Regions from separate parts of the Xenopus laevis genome. Here region 1 is linked to region 2. Evidence: chromatin contacts called from public Hi-C data. All regions are on one chromosome and are shown on one strand. The core of a region is the stretch at or near the end of the contact, and the rest is flanking DNA. Distances in the headings are between cores, read along the strand shown.

Region 1 (4,536 bases), core at 462-2,961, 70 kb after region 2:
ACTAAAGTGCCAGCACTTTTTACTGTGCACAAATGTTGAAATAACTGTATTTTAAACTGGAATAGCACCTTTTTATGGCAATCCAAATCAGAAACACCAATAACCTATGCATAATATGACTACCATTTGATGAGATTGTAGGTATGTGCTAGCCTTGGCTTGGTCTGTTGCTCATATGAAAGCCTTCTGAATCTCTTAATGCGATAGAAAATAACAGAACACCATTACATTAGAGCTTGTATAAAATACTAAATGGGATAATAGGAATTGTAAATCAGTTGCCAATTTATCCATACTTAAATCGGTGGTTCACCTTTAAGTTAACTTTTAATATGCTAATTCTAAGCAACATTTCAATTGGCCTACATGTTTTCATTTCATTTCAGTTACCAATGGATCCAGATTTATTTGCTTTAAGGGGTGGTTCACCTTTAAATTAACTTTAAATATACTATAGAATGGCTAATTCTAAGCAACTTTTCAATTGCCATTTATTTTTACTTTTGACTTTTTATGGTTCTTCTTATGGTTCTTTATGGACTATTTTCAGCTTTTAAATGGGGGTCAGCGACCCCATTTAAAAACAAATGTTCTGTAAGGCTGCAAATGTATTGTTATTACTACTTTGTATACCAATCTTTCTATTCAGGCCCTCTACTATTCATATTCCAGTCTCTTTTTCAAACAAACGCATGGTTGCTAGGGTATTCTGGACCCTAGTAACTAGATTGCTGAAATTGAAAACTGGAAAGCTGCTGAATAAAAAGTTAAATAACCACAAATAATTAAAAATAAAAACAAATTGTAAATTGCCTTAAAATTTAACTCTCTAGCCTATATCATTTTAAAAGTTAATTTAAAGGTGAACAATCCCTTTAATCCTAGCTGGTTGGTGATATGCTTTCACATATCTGTGTCTCATTTAAAAAGTACAAAATAGAACCCCTAACACTCAGCTAAAGCCAGGCTTCAGCAATCTGAGATACGCAAGATCATCCATATAAAACTGTTAGGGTAATAAAAGTTGCATTGTTTGCCCCAGGTCGAGTAGCCTTTAGCAACCAAATACTAGGGATGTAGCGAACTGTTCGCCGGCGAACTAGTTCGCGCGAACTTCGACTGTTCGCGTCCGCCGCAAGTTCGCGAACGTCGCGCGACGTTCGCCAATAGGCGTTCGCGTCAAAATCGTTCGACCATTCGACCATTCGATCGCTAAAATCGAACGATTTTCGTTCGATTCGAACGAAAATCGTTCGATCGAACGATTAAAATCCTTCGATCGTTCGAATCGAACGATTTTCGGATGTTCGAAGTTCGCGAACAGTTCGCGAACTGTTCGCATTTTTTGCCGGTGTTCGCGAACGGCGTTCGCGAACACATACTCGGCGGTTCGCTACATCCCTACCAAATACCCGTTGAATAACTGTGGGACATATATTAATGAAAATAGGTGCCACAGTAATCCATTACAAAGATTGCTGTCAAAGACAATGTATATTAATGTATCCACAGATCCAGATTGTGAAACTATCTTATTTGCTTAGTAAACAAAACAGATGCTAGATAGCTGTTTAATATTCAGGTCAGACAGATACTGCAGATTGCATAGGTTTCTATGCAATTGTGTAACAATTCAATTGAATCATGCAGGGTCTGTATGAAAGGATGATATAACAACCCTGCTCTTTTAAAAACTAACCCAATGGACTAGCCAGATTAGTAGTTGATTGAGATGTTGATGGTGTGTTCATTCATCTGTATGCATGAGAGCAGAGATACACAGTACGCTGCAGGAAGATGCTCGTCCTGTTTGTTCTAAACAATCAAAAGTAGTAAGGGATCAAACCATAATTCTTTACTACAAATACAAAAAATCAAACCTATCCATAAGATATTTCATTTCTAGCTTAATCTACACAGGCTATTATTTTGTGCTGCCTTGTGGGTATTTGAAGGTAGAAGACATATTAATTTAAGTGCATTCCATGTAGATGCAACAAGCCTTGTTTTTACTGGCATTTAAATTCTACATTGCTTGCTTTCCACAATCACAAGTCTATACTTTTCTTTACTTTTTGCGGTAATGGTGTAAGCATACTGTACCAACCTCCCACCCCTTAATTTTACCACAAAAATCTTAGAGGGTCACATCTGTAATAACATGTTATGGATATACTCCGCCATATTGTACAGCTGGGCAAGGAAAAGCAAGGCATGACAAACATTTAAAAACAACTTGCTAGTATGAATTTATAGCTAATTTACAGGCTATTTATATCCAGTCATTACCACCTATATTATAGAAATAACTTTTTTAAAGGAACATATATGAAATAGAATTTCACACCACAAACAAGCAATCTGGCCCAGATAAGCACAGTTGTTTCTTTTTTCCGCTAGTCAACTGTGTGACGGCCTGATGTATATCGTTATTTTGGTCTGGTGCAGCTCTAGCCACTGAAACTCAGAAGGCCCCTTTGGCAATGCGCAAATGTGATGTAATACACACTCTCATTATACTCACTTTCAGTTGCACGTGGGCCAGCAGGTACCGCCAACATGCTGGTTTAAAACTTAACTCATGCCCTAACCTGCAAAATGTTGCCTTTGGAGGAGTGTTCTTCCTCAGCACCCAACCCTAACCGTCATTGGTTTGCCAAATTTAAACTTGAACCCACCCAACCGGTGGTCAACCTACAGGTTACCTCGAGTTTTCCATCAACCTGCACGTCACTAAAAGGGAAGTCGGGGGTTATTATTAAACAAGCTTAAATGAAAGTACTAAAGTGACAGAGAGGGGAGATATACTTTTGTTAGTAAGAAAAACCATAAGAAAATCTTACTAAATGGTTAAAATGTTTTAGAAAATAGTAAAATGGCAAAGAAAAGACTGTGTCTCACTACTGACCAACATGGGGACTTTGACCTGCTCCCAGGCCCGTACTGGCAATCTGTGGGTTCTGGCAAATACCAGAGGGGCTTCTGTAAGATGTCATAGATACTCACTATCTATTGGGCTGATCGGGGGCTTTTTGGGCCTCTATGTTCTTGAAATGCCAGGGCTTATTTTGATTCTCAGTCCAGACCTGCCTGCTCCGTTTCCAACCTGGATCAGTTCATACCTCCCAACATTTTGGAAGTAAAAAGAAGGACAAAAATTTTTTTTGCACATAGTACAGCTATTTTTTGACCACACCACTATCTGTGGCCCCTTATTACCATGTTCATTTTACAAAATTTGGCCGGTTATGAAATATTTCTCCTTATCTAAACTGTTTTTTTGTCTCTCAAAATTGTTACAAAGTATCTTATTTGCACCTGTTAGCTGTTCTGTGCTTTCTGCTAAAAGCCAATTAAGTGAGAAACTTTATTTCTTTTTCTGCCTGTTCAGTGCAGAGAAAATAGTACAATAGTAGTACAAATGGACTGCAGGTTGAGCTGTCAAAAGAGGGACTGTCCCACCGAAAAAAAGGACAGTTAGGAGGTATGATCAGTTAGCCATCTTTAGATAACCTGGTGATCCCAAGCTCCCCCAGGAACACCATATTGATACTGAACTTAGTGCAGACACCAAATTGACATGGCTCTGGGCAGACTAGAACTCCTGGACTCAAGCAATCCTCCAGTCTAAGCCTCCCAAACAGCAGGATTACAGGTACAAGCCACTGTGTCCAGCAGGAGCAACTGAAACTAGTACCTCAGACATATAGGCATGGGTTATTTCATTGTGCTCATTGAGAGACTCCTGCTGACCAAACGATGAATTGCAGAGCATTGTGCGTGAGTGAAACAAAGAATACTGTCTATAGTGATTTTACATTTGGTCTCCCAACAGGGAAAAACTGAAAATAGACATGTATAATCTACAGTATACTTGTGTTCAACTGGCCCATATTGTACATTTTTTTCTTATAATACACAAGAGCCATGAATATCCTGTAAATTATATCCTTATAAACAGTGAGTTATGATGTCATCAGTTATAAAAGGTGAGTTCTGATGTCATTTCTGTCACATGACTCACTGAAACGTGTGTATTATAATAAATAAAGTACCCCAGTTGCAAAACATGAGGATATTAGAAGTTACCTTGGAGTTCCATGACCTTCTGCCTCATGTTTTTATATGGTCATGAAACTCCACGGTAACTTATAATATCCTTATATTTTACAAGAGGGGGTACTTTATTCACTATATAAACCGTGCTTAGTGATGTCATCAGTGATAATCGGAGCTTAGTGATGTCATTTCTGTTACATGGCTCACTGAAACGTGTGTATTATAATAAATAAATTACCCCCGTTGCAAAATATGAGGATATTAGAAGTCACCTCCGAGTTCCATGACCTGTATAAAAACACTCAGCATTCGGCCTTGTGCTTTTATATGGTCCTGGAACTCTCTGTAACTTATAATATCTTTATAATTTACAATAGGGGTACTTTATTCACTATATAAACATCACATTCTGATGTCTGAAAGTACCAGCTATAACATAAAGGGAGTTTTCTGTGACAATTTGCAATTGATTTTCAT
Region 2 (4,104 bases), core at 1,127-3,626:
AGTGCTGCTTGCGTGTGCCAATTTCTGCTTACTCAGTGCTGCTTGCGTGTGCCATTCTCTGCTTACTCAGTGCTGTTTGGGTGTGCCATTCTCTGCTTGCTCAGTGCTGCTTGTGTGTGCCATTCTCTGCTTGCTCAGTGCTGCTTGTGTGTGCCATTCTCTGCTTGCTCAGTTCTGCTTGTGTGTGCCATTCTCTGCTTACTCAGTCCTGCTTGTGTGTGCCATTCTCTGCTTGCCCAGAGTTGCTTGTTTGTGCCATTCTCTGCTTACTCAGTGCTGCTTGGGTGTGCCATTCTCTGCTTGCGCAGTGCTGTTTGGGTGTGCAATTCTCTGCTTGCCCAGTGCTGCTTGGGTGTGCCATTCTCTGCTTGCCCTATGCTACCTGTGAAATGTAAGCCTGTAAGGGGTTTATTCTTGGGGTTATTAGCATTTGGAAATTGTTGTTAAGGGCCCCTAAAGTGTTTAATCATGTGTTGGGAGGTTGTTGTATTATCCACAGGGGAGGATGAGGCATATGGATTTAAGGGTTGTTATAACATAAAATAAAGACATTTTTCAATTGCTTTTCATCTCAATTTAAGTTTAAAGTTTAATTTTCCTGTCTCCGGATTCAGTCTGGCAGCTCAGTAATTTAGGTGCAGATTTTGAACTGTAACAATTTGCTACATTAGCTGATACATTTCTCAGCAGTATCTCTGGAGTATTAGCAACTATTGTATCAATTCTAACAGCTGCCTTTAATATAACTAAGGGATTCTCCTCAGCAGGGACAAAGATAAGAAATGTATCCACTACTAAATGTATCAATTTAGATCAGTTACAGAGTCAGTGACCCCCTTCTCCCAGAGCTGCTTCAGAAAGACATAAAAAGGTGAAAAATGAAAGTTTACACTTTATTATTAGAAAAATGGTCACAAATAGAAAACAGAAAGTATGTTGAAAAAGTCATTTCTGGTGGACAATCTGAAAACAAGGGAACTGAAAAAAGTGTTGGAAGATGAACAACCCCTTTAAATATTTATGAATATCTACAGTCAAACATTATGAATGTGCTTCTAGGGGCCCCGAAAGGCAACAGTACAACCAGACACAGACTGGCTGTAACATTGGATTCATCTTATAAAATTCCACTCAACAGCATATTATTATTACTGTGCATTAATATACAATAGAACCCCTATTATATTTTTTTCTGGGGACCAGGAAAACAATGTAGCATTCAGGGAAATGTGTTAAAGCAAATTATTCCTCAAAATATTCAAATACAATATTTACTGTGTTAATGACAAGAGGTTAAAGTTGAAGGAAAGGGTAAAACGAAGTAAGCTTTATCAGAAAGGCCTATATAAATACACCAGTAAACCCTCAAGGTAATGCTGCTCTGAGTCCTTGACAAAAGAAACACTGCATTTCTTTCTTTCTATCGTGTACACATGGGCTTCTGTATCAGACGTTCTGTTTTCAGCATAAACCTCCAGGGCTAGGGCTTGAGCATGCTCCGTTTGCTCCTCCTTGCTGTAAATTGAGCCCAGGGCTATGAGTGAGCAGGGAGAGTCTCAGGCACGAAATGATGTCACACCAAGCAAATATGGCAGCTGTTATCCTAAACAAACAGAGAGAGCTGTTTACTCAGGTATGGTGAAGCATTCTAATGAATAAATATAGTGTTCTAGCTTGCACTATTGTGGCTAATCTATTCGGCAATAAACGGTCTGGTAGCTTTCCTTCTCCTTTTTAAGCATTGCAGCATTAATATTACACTATGGGGAGGGGACTGACCCCATCTAAAAACAAATGCTCAGTAAGGCTACAAATGCATTGTTATTGCTACTTTTTATTATTCATCTTTCTTTTCAGGTCCCCTCTTATTCATATTCCAGTCTCATTCAAATCAATGTATGGTTGCTAGGGTAACTTGAACCCTAGCAACCAGATTGCTTAAATAGAAATCTCGAGAGCTGTTGAATAAAAAGCTAAATAACCCAAAACCCACAAATAATAAAAAATGAAAACCAATTTGCAAATAATCTCAGAATGGTGGGGTCTGTTTAGGCCTCTGTGTCAATGCCAGGGCCTATTGGAAATCCCAATCTGGGCCTGGTTGGGGCTAATAGCACCATGCATCTGAAGTAAACATTGCAATGGGAAGGAACCACTTTTTTACTACACTGTTTATATCAAGCACCGCGAGGAAATACTATGCACTGAACTCTGTCCTGCTAGTACAGCTGAATCCATCTCAATGGAACTCTGCTGCTGCTGCAATATCCGCCGTCCGGCTGCAGTGACACACATTGGACACCAGAGGGAGCGCTATCCGTCCGGAACCTTTGCAAGAGCAGCTGCGAGAAAGGGGAATGGTTTGCGGGGAGGACAGGATATCTTTGTAAAAGACGGACGGGGGTCAGACAGTGAGCCTGTCATGTGTAAGCTTAACCATTTGTGAGAAACGCTGTATGGCGTGAGTTTGCATAACAGTGTAAATGTTAGTTAGTTAGTTAGTTAGTTAGTTAGTTAGACCTTTGCTCATATGTTTGACGTGAGTTCATGATTGAAAGCTAGTGGTTGAGGCTTCTGAGAAAATCAAATACCTTCAGGATCGGAGTCCCTGGATAATAGTGCTGGAGGTGTGCCCTTGGGTCAATGTTTTATTAGAGGGTCCTTGGATATAGTTTGTGTTGTGTGTGTGTAAATATAGGGGTCCTGGCTGAAAGCGTGTGGGGTACGTGCATTACACGACTTAAAGGGGGTGCTTCACCTTTGTATAAACTTTTAGTAGGCTATAGTGAGTGATATTCTGACATAATTTGCAATTGGTTTTAATTGTTTATTATTTGTGGTTTTTGAGTTATTTAGCTTTTTATTCAGCAGCTCTCCAGTTTGCAATATCCGCAATCTGGTTGCTAGGGTCCAAATTCCCCTAGCAACCTTACATTGATTTGAATGAGAGACTGGAATATGAATAGGAGAGGGGGGGGTCTGAATAGAAAGGTGAGTAATAAAAAGTAACAATACATTTGTAGCCTTACAGAGCATTTGTTTTTAGATGGGGTCAGCCGTTTGATAGCTGGAGGAAGAAGGCAAATAATTAAACATGATACAACCAATTGAAAAGTTGCTTAGAATTGGCCAATCTATAACATACTAAAAGTTAACCAAAAGGTGAACCACTGCTTTAAGGGACTCACTTATCATACAATGCTTTTTAATTCTGGCTGGGATGATTATAAACAGCTCTAGAGACTCTTACCTGTGATGACAGACTATATTTACATGATCTTGTTGTTCCATTTGATTCCTGCTTCTATTTTTTTTGCAGCAAGTGATTATGTAGGTAATATAGTCCAATTTGAAAGATAAAACTGACCTTGAAAGCATTGTACTGAGGGTTAATATAACACCATTGGTATATAAATTGGCATTTTATGCCAGTTTTCTGTGTGTTTTTGGCTTAACATACATGTTAATGTATTCTAATACCCTATATGACAAAGGCACTACGTTTGCCCATGTGCAGTAAACAATGGCAACCAATAAGAGGTTTGCTTTTAAACAGGTGAGCAGTAAATGTTACCTTGTCTTGCAGGGAGAGATTCCTGATCCTGAACTGACCAAATTACTTCCTCCTCCACTATGTGGCTTACACGGCTAACCTCACGCTTTGCTTCAGCTACAAGACTTGCAGGTAACAACAAAGTACCATGGCAGATTGTCTACAGCCAGGACTTAACATACTGTATATAGAGTTCTATTTGCAATAGGGAATTCATGCTTTTTTATTCTTCATAGCACCATGAAATTCAGGAGTGAATCTAGGCAACCAACTGCAGCTGTATTATATTTAAGAACTCAAAATTCACTTTTTGTGCTGCATTTCACTGTGGTCTGAAGATGTAAAGGAGCAATGTTAATGTTCTGACACCCCAACCAAGCAACCTCAATAAGAGCTGTTTGTATATAACAGTAAAAACTGTTCTGCACATATATGTTTTCATTTGTCTATGTTTCGACAGAGACTGAGTGAGGCTGAAATATAATTTGAGGTCTTTCTGAAGCCACCTTGTTCTAAGGGCTGTAAAGGTTACAGTAAAAAAGTCTGTGTTA

Evidence for each region. Hi-C and Micro-C count contacts between places; a contact is called where the count stands out from the background.
Region 1: a contact with region 2 is called in a Hi-C map of animal cap, with 4 times the contacts expected there. The contact joins the enhancer-like site here to the promoter of aurkaip1.L in region 2. A contact is called at or near these places in 3 of 4 Hi-C or Micro-C datasets (the XL177 cell line, the XTC cell line and animal cap).

Annotation. Positions count from the first base shown.
Region 1 is chr7L:96,708,635-96,713,170 of Xenopus_laevis_v10.1, forward strand. No RefSeq gene overlaps it. Among protein-coding and RNA genes, the nearest start is that of dvl1.L, 18 kb to the right of the region's middle. Within about 2 kb of position 1,712, at least 1 of the 7 cell types and tissues checked has an H3K27ac peak or open chromatin away from gene starts, as enhancers often do. A contact at or near this core is called in animal cap, where this site is marked.
Region 2 is chr7L:96,637,577-96,641,680 of Xenopus_laevis_v10.1, forward strand. It overlaps aurkaip1.L (aurora kinase A interacting protein 1 L homeolog), which reads left to right and starts at 2,377. Exons shown (of 4, transcript NM_001096818.1): 1 at 2,377-2,426; 2 at 3,587-3,685. The coding sequence starts at 3,634.